Linked DNA regions of Mus musculus: regions 2 and 3 are each linked to region 1. A link is a contact called in public HiChIP or PLAC-seq data. All regions are on one chromosome and are shown on one strand. The core of a region is the stretch at or near the end of the contact, and the rest is flanking DNA. Distances in the headings are between cores, read along the strand shown.

Region 1 (4,038 bases), core at 496-2,995:
ACTACAGATCAGTACCTGAAAACGAGAAACTGCCCTCAAAAACCTTCAGAGCTGGTTTTCCATACTGGAGCTACACAAACCACACTCTACACTTCTCACACACACACTACACCAAAATCCAAAAGCATAAGTTTATGAAAAGGGAAAAAAAAAGAACGAGAAGAAAAGACTCAGTAACCTAATCCAGCCAACACAGGGGCTCTTCCCAAAGGAAAAGCAGGCTGGAAACATTCCCAGCTTATGTACATAATTCACTAGGGCTCAGGTAAGATTCCATTTTGTAAGAGCTGAACTTTAAACACAAAGTCACCGGTGGTGCAACATTCACACACTAACACCAGCACCCCTAAATGAAAACCACTGCTACCTCTGCCACAGTGACAACCTCACAGTGAGAAGCTGCCGACCATGAACTCCTGCAAAGTTCTGTCAGGGCTCAGAAAAGCTCACCATCTATGACAACTTCAAGCTAGCTGTCACTCAGTGCTTTCTGCTCACGACAGACATGGCAAACACTGGCTTTTTTTTTTTTTTTCCTTAAGTAAATATAAAAGATGGGCCAAAGGATCAAGAGCAGGCAGTGTCTTTCAGGGCTGAGGAGATTTTCGTCGTGGACTGGGGGAGGGGAAGGAGCATTCTGGATGTTTCTATTCTTGGCAAGAAGAGCACCTCCTGGTCCTAACATCTAAAGACGCTAAGGCAGAAACGTTCTCAGGAAGTTAACTAGCCCGATGCTAAGGGGCTTCATCTTGGGGTGTGGTGGTGGGGAGCAAGGTGTGGAGGACAGAAAGGGATCAGAGGGCAGGCTGAATTCTAGAGCATAGAAAGATCCAGGAGAAGGACAAGCAAGAATGCATCGGGAAGGTGTGGACAGTTAGGAGAGGAGGAAGGTAGAGATGACTACGAAAAGGAGAGGATAGCTCCACTTTTTCCAAAGGAATTCCAAAGAAAGGTCCACCGAGACTGGTCAAGCTATGAAGGAATGAATGGCCACCGATGCTCTGGAGGCCCCACTGGGGCTCCCCATCCCCCACCCATCATCCCCCCCTCCCGCCTGTGGGCGTGTTCCCCGCTGTGCGGGTGTGCCGACCCTCCAAGACGCAGGCCACGACGCCAGCACTCACCCCACGACTCCCTGGTTGTAGTTCCGTCGCTTCCACGGGGTCCCGCTGTACACGCCCCCGCCGCCGTCCGCCCGTCCGCCTCCGGCCGCGCGCCCTCCGCTGGGCTGCAGCAGGCTGTAGTTGAGTCCGTAGGTGCTGGCCTTGTTGTCACGTTTCCTCTTGTTGCTGCTGCCCGAGGCCGGGTCGGTAGACTCGGAGGCGGGGAGTGCGGCCGCCGGTCGCGGGGACGAGGGAGCCGATGGGACCGGCGACGCCGAGGGGCCCGCCGATGCCCGCCGTGCCCAGGCCGCCGGCTGGTGGTGATTGTTGTTGTTGTTGGTCGTCTCCAGGGGCAGGAAGTCCCGCTGCTCCGCGGGCACGGCGAGGCCGCCCAGTGGGCGCTCCCCCGAGCGGAACATGCCGGCCGGGGCCGGGGCCGTGCCGCCGGGGCTGCCGGGGCCGCTGCCGCTCCCGCCGCTCGCGCTGCTCGCGCCGCTGCTGTGACAGTGGTGGTTGAAGTAGAGGTTCCTCAGCCCCTGGGTCGTCTCCCAGATCTGCATCCACAGACTATTGGACGGTCCGAGCTGCTCTGGCTGGAACCAGGCGATCCTCGGATCCATCAAACGGCGGCGGCCGCTGCCCCCGCCCCTCCCGGCCGCCCGCAGGGCCGCCGCCGCCGCCGCTGCCTCAGGCGCACGCCCGCCCTCGGCCGCCGCCGCCGCTGCCACCCGGGTTCCGCCACGGGCGGCGCGGTAGCGCAGGGAGCCTGGCCGGCGCCGGCGGCGTCGCTCCCGCCCTCGGGGCTCGCAGGCCCTCCCCCCTCCCTCCGCCCCTCCGCCGAGCCCCTGTCACCGGGGTTCCCGTGCAAATGGCGGCGGCGGATCCCGAGAAGGGCGAGCGGCGGCGGCGGTGGTGGCGGCGGCGGCAGCAGCAGCGGCGGCGGCGGCGGCAGCGGCGGCGGCAGCGGGACGCGCCTGCTCCGTAGCGTCCGTGCTGCTCGGCCCCGGGGCGGGGCCTCCGCCGGCTCCGCCCCTCGCTCCGCTCCGCCTGCCCCGCCGCCGCGCTCGCCCCGCCCCGTCCCTGCTGCCAGCCGTCCGCGGGTTCCCCGAGGCCGCACCGCGCGTCACAGAGGCCGCGGCAGGCTGCAGGCAGCGGGGCCGCAACCGCCTGGTCAACCGTCCCGCGCTAGCTTAGCTGGGGTCGCACGTACCTGGGCCTCCGGGCACCTCGGACGCGCGCGCCGCCGCAGGACTCTGTTGCCGCTCAAGCGCCGCCGAGGCACACGAGGCGGCTGCCGACTCCGCGGAAAGTGACTGGTTTGCGCCGCCCACCCCGCTCCGGACCGCCGGCTCCGCCCCTCGGTCCCGGCGCGGCCCCGGGGCTCCTGGCCGCGCGCCGCGCGAGCACGAGAAGGGCGGGCTTCCGCTCAAGGGCCGGGTTAGCACGCGGCTGCACGCGCATCTCGGTTCCGGAGCGGTCTCAGCGGCCTCTGGGTCGCGAGTGCTGGCACCGCTGCCCGGCTGGAGGGCCACACAGCGCGGCTGTTCCAAGGTGCACTTACGAGCTCAAAGCCCCTCAACTTTCATAACTAAGAATACTCGAAGCCTTTTAAACCTAAAATCACACTACCGTTGCGGTTAATGATCGTTTTTCATAGAATGCCCATTTGTGTAGCTTTCTTCTGGCGCGAAAAATAACCAAAAAGGGGGCAGGGGGTGGTTGTCAGTAATTAACATTATCCAGAAGACTAGAACACTTACTGTGCGCATGCTTCAAGCTCGCTGCAAATTCCAGAACCGAGTCCCTGACTGACACTTGAGTTTTGGCTCTGTGCCCAGTTCAATATCCTGGAAAGTTTGGGGTGGTGGTGATTGGTTTTGTTTATTTACTTATTTTGCAAAGGATTAAAAATCTGTTTGTCACAGAATGAATCATTGCTCTACGTTTTTTCTTAGGGGGAAAAAAAAAAAAAGAATACAATGACCACTGGCTGAGCTAATTGTAACTCTATTAGAGTGCTTGCTTAGCACACGAAATGCCCTGAGGTTGGTGCCAGACCCTCAGCAGGAAAGGAGAATCTCCGATTCATGGCCATCCATAGCTACATAACAACTTGAGACTCAAGCCCTCCTTTTCCGGACGGGGACACACACACACACACACACACACACACACACATGAAAGTGAAGACACACTATTAAATGTTTCCATTTCTTCCCCAAGTCTCTGTACAATACATGTCAAAATACAAGACATTCAGTTATTTTGCACTTTTCTGCAAATGTCATGTTATAAGTCACTGCCATTGGTATTTTTTTACATTTTTGTATATTTAATTTTTTTTCCATTACAATAGTACCTTAACAAAAGTTATTTGTTGTATGTGAGCTATTTTTTTTTCTTTCAGCAAATGTGAAGAACTACTAGAGGCTAGCAAAAATGATCAAATAAGATGATATACAAGAGCACTTTATAGGAGCTGGAGATGGCTCAACCTTTAAAGCCTCTAAGAGTACTGGCTGCTCTTCCAGGGGACCCAAGTTCAAATCCCGGCACTCACATGGCAACTCACAACTGTCCAGTTCCAGGGGATCTGACACACAACACAGACTTACATGCAAGCAAAACTCTAATGTACATAAAAATAAAAAATTGTAAAAGTACTTTATAAATTCAAATGTAAGCCGGGCATGGTAGCGCATGCCTTTAGTCCCAGCATTTGGGAGGCAGAGACAAGCAGATTTCTGAGTTCAAAGCCAGCCTGGTCTACAGAGTGATTTCCAGGACAGCCAGGGCTATACAGAGAAACCCTGTTGTCCCGTCCCCCCCCAAACAAACAAAAAAAAAAAACCCAAAAATCAAAAACAAAAATAAAATCAAATCAAATGTGGGTGAGCTACCACCCTCAGGGATATCATGCAGCAGCAAGGAATGC
Region 2 (4,038 bases), core at 923-3,422, 460 kb before region 1:
GCTTTGGAGGAGTCCAGGTCCCAGACCGAGTGGGGAGGAGTCCGGAGGGGAGGCATGCAGCAGGAAATGCTGCAGGATCAGGAGGTACATGTCCGTGCTGGTTGTTGGGAAGCCCCTGTTCTGCAGCAGAAGTTCCCGGTGGCATCTGGACACCATCCAAGAGAAGACAGGGAGGTGGCACAAACCATGCAGGGCTGAGGTGGCTTGGATCAGCTGGATGAGGCGGTCTGCCACCCCAGGTTCCCGGTGGTGCTTTCTCAGGTACAGTTGGATGCCCTCTTCAGAGAAGCCCTTCAGTTGCAACTCTGTGCGAACGAACTTCCTGAGGAGCGCTGACACAGCATCCGGACGGCTGGTCAGCACCTTGCAGGCATTCTTCAGCAGGTTCCCCTGGAGAAGGTTGAAGAGCAGAGTCTGGACTGACGTGGGGTCAATTGGAGAGCAGTGGCGCTCCCGGTCGGTGAACCGGAACTTGAACTCGTCCAAGCCATCAAAGGTTAACAGGACACGGTCAGGATGGTCAAGAAGGAACTGGAAGACATCGTCCTGAGCGACATCAGGCCAGCAGCAGTGCTCAAAGAGCAGCGTCCTCAGGGACAGCGGTTTGGCCACGCATTGCAACTGTCGGCAGCTGAATGGGAAAATGAAGAGAAACTCCTGGAAGCTCCTCCCTGTTGCCCACAGCAGGTGCAAACGCTGCAGAAGAGTGCTCTTGCCACTGCCTGCTTCGCCCACCACCAGTATGGTGTCGGCATCTCTGTTCAGGTGACCATGGGTATCAAAGAGGTCCTCCAGGCCCAGGATGGCAGGGCTCTTCTGCAAGGCCCCGGCTGTGCCCACTTCAGTCTGCAGCTCCAAGATGTTCTCCGTGTATATATCCTCCAGGCAAAGATTCTCCGACCCATCGTAAGTACTGAGGAAGCGAGACTGAGTCAACACCATGGTCCTCAGCTTAGATATGAACTTCTGACACTCAGCAGCTAGGATACAGAAGAGGCAAATGAGGGTGAAGCCACGGTCACAGCGGGACCTACACAGAGAGTAGCCTGCATGGGGAATGCAATGTGTGGAAGGGCTAGTAGGCATCTGTCCTAGTGGGCATCTGTCCTGCCTTATTCACCTCTAAGCTGAGGGTTTGGGGGACAGGACCCAGGGGCTTCCTAAACCTGGTTCTTCCCCTGCAAAGCAGGAATATAGCCGGGAACTTTGATATGGTTAAACAAGGATGGTGTGCATGCCACCTAGTCAGTATAGCATCCAACACAAAGGACATTAGCCACAGTCATTCTTATTATGCACTCCTGAAGGGACCAGGGAGGGTATGAGTTGCAGGATCTGTATCTTGATTGTCTATTCCTGTTGGGTGGCCCGAGACACCCTTTAGTGTCCACTGCCAATTTCTGATGGAAAATAGAAGGGGGCAGGGCTTAGGTCTTCAAATTCTGAAGTCTGACACTCAGGCCCACCATTTGCTTGGCAAGCCATTTGGCCTTCCCAGGATCCAGTGTTCTTAGCTGTAGAAACAAGGACTATTAAGGCTTTCATTTGAAATGTCCCCATTAGCTTGTGTGTCTGAATGCTTGGTCCCCAGCTAATAGTACTGCCTCAGTAGAGGTAGCACCTTTAGGATACAGAATCTCGCTGGCTGATACGGTTCATTGAGGATAGGACTCAAAGGCTATGTCCCGGCCTACTGCCACCTGAGCTCTCTGCCTCCCATTCATTGTTGTAATGAAATCAGCCCCTCCTGTTATCTCTCCTTGGGTCAAGCTGCACCAGCCACCAACCCTCCTGGCCACATTGTACAGTCCTAAAAACTGGGAGCCCAAAGAAACTTTCCCCTCTTGAGCTACTTCTGGTAGATGTCTGCACCACCACAAGAAAAAAATGGCCACAGAGAGCAGCATCCAGATCTGATTCCCAGACGCCCCCCCGGCCCCCCATGTCTGTGTTATCTTACATGCTAAATGGATTAGTCAGACTGAAAGGCTAACTCTGAGACCTCAGCATCACCAGGTGCCTGCGCCAAATCCTCGTCAAAACCTTCCGATACTTCCTTCTTGCCCCTTCCTCCTCCTGCTTGTCTGCATCCAGGGCCCTACTGCCAGTGCAAAGCACTTCCTAATGAGAGCTTAGTTCTCCTTTCAAGAAATGGGGAAGTGCTGGTCAGAGGCTCAGGCTGGCAGAACGTCACAGGACATCATAGGATGTCAACACCTTCACCCCACCATGGCCTCTGTGGCCCTGGGAAAGCACCAGCCCATTTGGCCTCAACTCAGAGGCAAGCTAGTTTTTGTCAGAGAGCTCTCAGGCCACTGAAGTACCAGCAGAGACAAAGGAAGCAGGCACCTGGGCTGCTGTCACTTCTTCTCATCTTCTTTTCTGACACAGGGTCTCATTCTGGAGCCCAGACTTGCCTCCCACTTGCAGTCTTCCTGCCTGAGCCCCAGTGTGCGCTGGGATTAAAGGCCGTGCTGCTGCAGTCAGTATTAGAGACCTCTTGTTCCCAAAGGCGAGGATCCTTGTGGCTCTTTCTGCCCTTTGGCTATATCAGGAGCACTGACCATATACCAAAAGATACACAGGCCCCTTTCCAACGCCATGACTTAGAATGCCAGCTTCTAGCCATTACCAATATCACTGAAAGCTTCCAAACAAACCTAGTGCTGGCACGATAGCCTAATGGGTAAGAGCACTTGATACCAAGCCTGGTGACATGAGTTCAGTCTCCAAAACTACGATGGGAGAGACAGCCAACTCCTGAATGTTGTCTTCTGACTTCCATGTACATGTCATGGCACACTCACATGCATCTACACACACACACACACACACACACACGTGCACTTACGTACACGTGCATGCACACTTGCATACAGGCACACACAAATTAAAAAAAATAAGTAGGCAAAATGAAATTTGGTAGAGTGAACTAAAGAAATGTCTCTCATTTTCATTAAAAAAATAAATAAACCCAATTTTTACTTTTTTTTTTTGAGAGAGGGTCTCATGACTTCCAACTTGATATTGTAATGGAAGATGACCTTGAACTACTGATCTCTCTGCCTCTACTTACAGGTGTGTACAACCATGTCCACCTGCTTAATTGGCATCTTTAGAAGCATCTTGTGTCCGGGAACTGTCTAATGCCTATGTGGCCAGCTATACTTGATGACATTGTCAGTAAATACTCCCCAAGGGCCACAGTGGCATCTACACAGTGAATTCCATCTCCTGTTCTTGTATGAAACAGTATACACCTGGGTACCAAGCACAGGCCTCCAGCCGTCCTGCCCACACACTTGCTTCTGCACAGAAGGCAAGGCCAGAATGATAGTCCCTTCTGTTAGCTATAGTTCATGGACCAGAAGTCTATATTAGGTTTCTTCCCAGTTATATGAGAACAAGACTGGGGGAGTACCAGGCTTGCATCCTTCTGCAACTGGTGGCTTCTTCTCCCAAGTAGAGAAGGACACTCCAGTCACACCCATCTTGCTACTCAAGCCTCAATTTTCCCATCTGTGAAATGGAACATAGCAAATACCCACTTCTCAGAACTGTTGGTAAATGGCAGAAAATTTCCATAGAGTGTATGCCAGGCTGCCTGGTACATTTTAGCCGTGTCACCGGAGCCTCTCTCACTGCTCAGCTGAGCATACCATGGATGAGACTGCACCTTCTAAGTCTGCCTGGTTATGAGTTCCAGATCATGAGAAACTACGTTTCGTGGATTGAGAGATCCTAGCCCTATCTGTGTCTGGTCTAGAATGCAATTTGGACAGCAAGATGTACCCATAGCTGGCTCTCTCCACACGCCTTGGCTCCAGGGAGTATCATGTGGTTTGGGGAGCAAGGAAGGGGGAGAGCCGCCATGCCCTCATCTTTTCCATCTTCACTGCTGTCAGGTTGCTGCTAGGCTTCAGATGCAGGAACTGAGTCTGGAGGACGTCAGGCATCCATCCATGGACGCTAACTGCCTTGTGCTTTGCTCTTTAACCAGGGGTCTGTGTTAACCAGAAGGACAAATACGTACCCTCG
Region 3 (4,038 bases), core at 460-2,959, 400 kb before region 1:
ATCCATCCAGGATCATTTGCACGTTTGCCTCACTTCCATTGCCCACACCTGTTTAAGCCTCTCTGTATCACCACAGCGCTTCCTGTGCCGGGTGAGCTAAGCTGCCCTCAACAAGCCACTGACAGGAATCAGTGGATAATCACCCAGCTTCTTGGCTCTGTTAGGGTGGGCGGGAGCAACAGGGGGTGGGGTAACTCCCAGGAGATTTTCATACTCTCCTGGGAACAAGGTTATGATGAAGTGACCCTCAGCTGCTCCCCGCCTTCCGTCTTGCTTCCTCGCCTCCCTCAAAGTAAACATGTACCCAAATTATTGTCTTGAAGCCCTCTCCAGAGAAAAGCCACATAACTGGGCGGCTGCCAGCTATGGCAGAAGCTAGGAGCAGTAACTCAGTGGCAGCCTCTAGGCTGCTCTACTGACTCCCTATTATGCGAGGGCAGCTGGTCAGATGGCTGCAGCCTTGGCATTTTTTAAGTACCTCCTGGGCTGCACCTTTACAACTCATAGGCCCCGATCCGGCCACATGACCTTACCCAAATCAATCACTAGCAAAACTAATCGTTTTGCCTGGGCTGGCTTAACATACATACCCACCAAGAGAAAGGGTCGCAGGGTCAAACATAAGTGTGGGGAACACAGCCATTTTCATCCATGGTGGGACAGAAACTCACGGCAAGGCAGCTGGTTGACCCTTGCTGCCAGGAAGCTCCATTTTCTCACTTCTTTCTTTCTTTCTTTCTTTCTTTCTTTCTTTCTTTCTTTCTTTCTTTCTTTCTTTCATTAATTCATTCATTCATTCATTCACTGAGCACATCTAGGGTGCTTATTAGGCCCCCACTTAGGAACTGGCTAATTGACAGCACAGGGGTCAGGTGGAGGGGGATTGAGGGTAGAGTAGGGGTTGGGGGTGAGGTAGGGCAGACAAAAACAACATGGGAAACTGTGTACAGAGGGTGTGGGGTGCATGATCACGCTGCTCCCACAAAATGCCTCTCCCAAGGCTTCCCCAAATCCTTTTTGCCTGTGGGCCCCATGGGTGTTCCAGGCCTTGTGTTGACTAATCCTTGGCTGGCCTAAAACTGTCCTAATGTCCTGGGTGCAGTGAGGGTACCTTAGAAGCCAAGGCCATACTTCTGCCTGGACAGCATACATTGCCACTTCAGACCCCACAGGGGGACTCCCCCACACTCTCCATCGAGTTTTCATAAAAATCAATTTCTGTCCCGTTTTTTTGCAATGTACATAAAAGGCTGTGGCATCAATTAGCCTTTGGTCCCTCCCATCCTTTCCTCCTGTCTTTTTTGGAAGCCTCTTTGTAGGAAAATCTCATATTTCAGCAATTTGCATCATCCACACATCCTGCTTTGAAGTTCTAAGTTATGGGAAGAAAACGACCCACTTATCTGCCCATAAAAAATGTTCAAAGCTTATAAAGTCCTGAAACAGATGTACATTATCATTGGATTTGCGGCCTTTTTGCTGGAGCGTGCCTAATAGTTTCCGCCGCCCCTGGCCCCTTTCCCACCCCCATGAGCATAGCCTCTTCATAGAAGCCCGACCGCCCCTCCCCCGCCCCCCAGCCCTCCTGCATCCAGTCTGCTCAGAACCCCGCCCCCAGCTCCTCCCCGCATCTCTTCTTCACAGAAGCCCGCCCCTTGGCCCTTCTCAGCATCTCCTTTCCACAAAAGCTGGACCCCGCCCCTCCCACATCGCCTCTCCACAGAAGCCCTCCCCTTCCTGCATCTCTCTCAGCAGAAGCTGCTCCCCACTGGGCCAGGCAGACTTCAAAGGTCCTGGCCTGCCCGTGAGAAGCGAAGCACAAAGTGGGAACATAGGGGCTTTTAAAATCCCCCGCGTTAAAGTCAATATTGTACCTTCCCCTCCCCCACTTTGCTGACAGAGGGGCGCAAGTCCATTCTTTCCTTCATGCCTCCTACCGCCAATTCAGCAATTACCAGGTGGATAGGCAGGCTCCAGATGTCCGTCCTTGCACGCCCCACCCCCTTCTTTTAAAAAGATTTTGTGCTTTGACAATTTCTTATATGTATATAATGTATTTTGATCCAATTCAACTCCATCTCTCAAGTCTCTTATCCTCTCCCACGCCCTTTGGAACTCTTCCCAGTAACCCACCGAATTTGTTTTGGATGATTGCATGGATATGGGCTGTTTACTGCACCATGGGCGACTTACCAGCATCTGTGTCCTTAAAAAAAAAAAAAAAAGACTCCCCCTCCCCCATTGTTCATTAACTGTCACTAACTCCTTAATAGGGCTGTGGTTTCCGGTACCCTGCTCCACCGAGGATGAAACGCTCACGGGCTCAATCTCACGTCTCATGCAGGTAAGCACAGCCTCTCACAGTGGCTGCAACATGTCCAGAAGACAGCATCTCACAGTGCTCATTCCTCTCCTCTGTTCTTAACACCTTTTTTCTTGTCCCCTCTTCTGAAATGTTTCTTGAGCCTTAGGGGCAGGGATTCAATGCAGATGTCCTATTTAGGGATAAACACTCAACAGTCACTTATTTTCGGCACTAACCAATTATGAGTCCACATTCACAGCTGACCCCGGCAAAACGGAGCTTCCCTCCCTGGCTTTTGAGAGCAGGGAAGACGCTTTGACAGTGTGTTCATTTAGCATCATCAGTAGTAGGGTCGTCCTGCCCCCACCCCAGGGCTGATGACACCCTCAGCCATGGGCTTTCCATGGGTTTACAGTGCCAGACATGAATTCTCTCCTGCAGAGCAGGCCTCAAAGGTAAGCAAAAGACAGTTGGCTATCCCTGTAACTTCAGGACATTGTTGTGCTGGTAGGCACATCTTCCTGCAAGGTCAGTATTGAAATATTCAGGGTTTGATGCTGGGTAATATTGATGATTTCTCTCCCTAAGTAGTCTGAAGAGCACCGCTGGCCCTGTGAAAGCAAATCACCAGGGAAGAAATTTGCAGGAGGTCAGTTCCAGTTTGACTTCTCTATGTCTCGAATCTAAAGCATTTTTTTAAAAAAGATTTATTTTATCTATGTGAGCATACTGTAGCTGTACTGATGGTTGTGAGCCTTCATGTGGTTGTTGGGAATTGAATTTTAGGACTTCTGCTTGCTCCAGCCCAAAGATTTATTTATTATTATACATAAGTACACTGTAGTTGACTTCAGATGTACCAGAAGAGGGCATCAGATCTCATTACGGGTGGTTGTGAGCCACCATGTGGTTGCTGAGATTTGAACTCTGGACCTTTGGAAGAGCAGTCAGTGCTCTTACCCACTGAGCCATCTCGCCAGCCCTGAATCTAAAGCATCTGTGTCTTCAGCTGTAGGGTCTTAGTATCCAGTTATGAAAGCAACTAGAAGCCATGGCAATAGCTGTATTTTAGGCATCTCCAGGTAGCCCCAAACATGGCACTGGGATTCTCACTTAAAAAAATTATGGCTTCTGGGAATGGCATTAACCACTCATACAGAGTACCTCTGTTCAAACTCCTTTTTCAAACGATTTATTTTTAATGTTCTTACAAAGCAATGAGTTTTTACCAGCTTTTTCATACACCCCTAATTTTATTTAACCTTCTCTATACTCTTCCTTCTCTCTGTAGCCCCGACTGTGGTGGTTTGAACAGGTATGGCCCCCATAGACTGATAGGCTTGAATGCTTGGCCCATGGAGAGTGGCACTATTAGGTGTGGCCTTGTTAGAGAAAGTGTGTCACTATGGAGGCAGGTTTGAGGTAATATATGTGCTCAGGCTCTGCCTAGTGTGAAACACAGTAGTCTCCTCCTGGCTGCCTTCGGATCAAGATGTAGAACTCTTGTCTCCTCCAGCTCCAAGTTTGCCTGCACGATGCCATACTTCCCACCATAATGATAGTGAACTGAACCTCTGAAACTGTAAACCAGCCCTAATTAAATGTTTGCCTTTATAGGAGTTTCCTAGGTCATGGTGTCTCTTCACAGCAATAAAACCCTAAGACAGAAGTTGGTACCAGGAGTGGGGTATTGCTGTGATAGGCCTGACTGTGCTTTTGTTTGGAGGAGTGTG

The links. HiChIP or PLAC-seq counts read pairs in DNA pulled down with a chosen protein or histone mark.
Region 2: a contact with region 1 is called in an H3K4me3 HiChIP or PLAC-seq map of bone marrow-derived macrophages, with 6 times the contacts expected there. The contact joins the enhancer-like site here to the promoter of Tent4b in region 1. A contact is called at or near these places in 2 of 39 promoter capture datasets (the C10 cell line and the HPC-7 cell line), 1 of 484 Hi-C or Micro-C datasets (B cells), 2 of 115 datasets of contacts at active chromatin or transcription factors (bone marrow-derived macrophages and memory CD8 T cells) and 2 of 9 other capture datasets (adipose tissue and liver).
Region 3: an H3K4me3 HiChIP or PLAC-seq map of craniofacial prominence shows a contact between it and region 1, with 4 times the contacts expected there. The contact joins the enhancer-like site here to the promoter of Tent4b in region 1. A contact is called at or near these places in 4 of 39 promoter capture datasets (the HPC-7 cell line, HPC-7-derived erythroid cells, cranial neural crest and 2 more), 3 of 115 datasets of contacts at active chromatin or transcription factors (craniofacial prominence, embryonic limb bud and memory CD8 T cells) and 1 of 9 other capture datasets (embryonic stem cells).

The regions. Positions count from the first base shown.
Region 1 is chr8:88,197,589-88,201,626 of GRCm38.p6, reverse strand. Tent4b (terminal nucleotidyltransferase 4B) reads right to left here and starts at 1,745. Exons shown (of 12, transcript NM_001372333.1): 1 at 1,125-1,745. The coding sequence starts at 1,723.
Region 2 is chr8:88,660,640-88,664,677 of GRCm38.p6, reverse strand. It overlaps Nod2 (nucleotide-binding oligomerization domain containing 2), which reads right to left. Exons shown (of 13, transcript NM_145857.2): 3 at 4,034-4,038; 4 at 1-980. Among named protein-coding and RNA genes, the nearest start is that of Nod2, 15 kb to the right of the region's middle. Within about 2 kb of position 2,172, at least 93 of the 459 cell types and tissues checked have an H3K27ac peak or open chromatin away from gene starts, as enhancers often do. A contact at or near this core is called in B cells, the HPC-7 cell line and bone marrow-derived macrophages, where this site is marked.
Region 3 is chr8:88,601,907-88,605,944 of GRCm38.p6, reverse strand. No RefSeq gene overlaps it. Among named protein-coding and RNA genes, the nearest start is that of Snx20, 32 kb to the left of the region's middle. Within about 2 kb of position 1,709, at least 91 of the 459 cell types and tissues checked have an H3K27ac peak or open chromatin away from gene starts, as enhancers often do. A contact at or near this core is called in craniofacial prominence and embryonic limb bud, where this site is marked.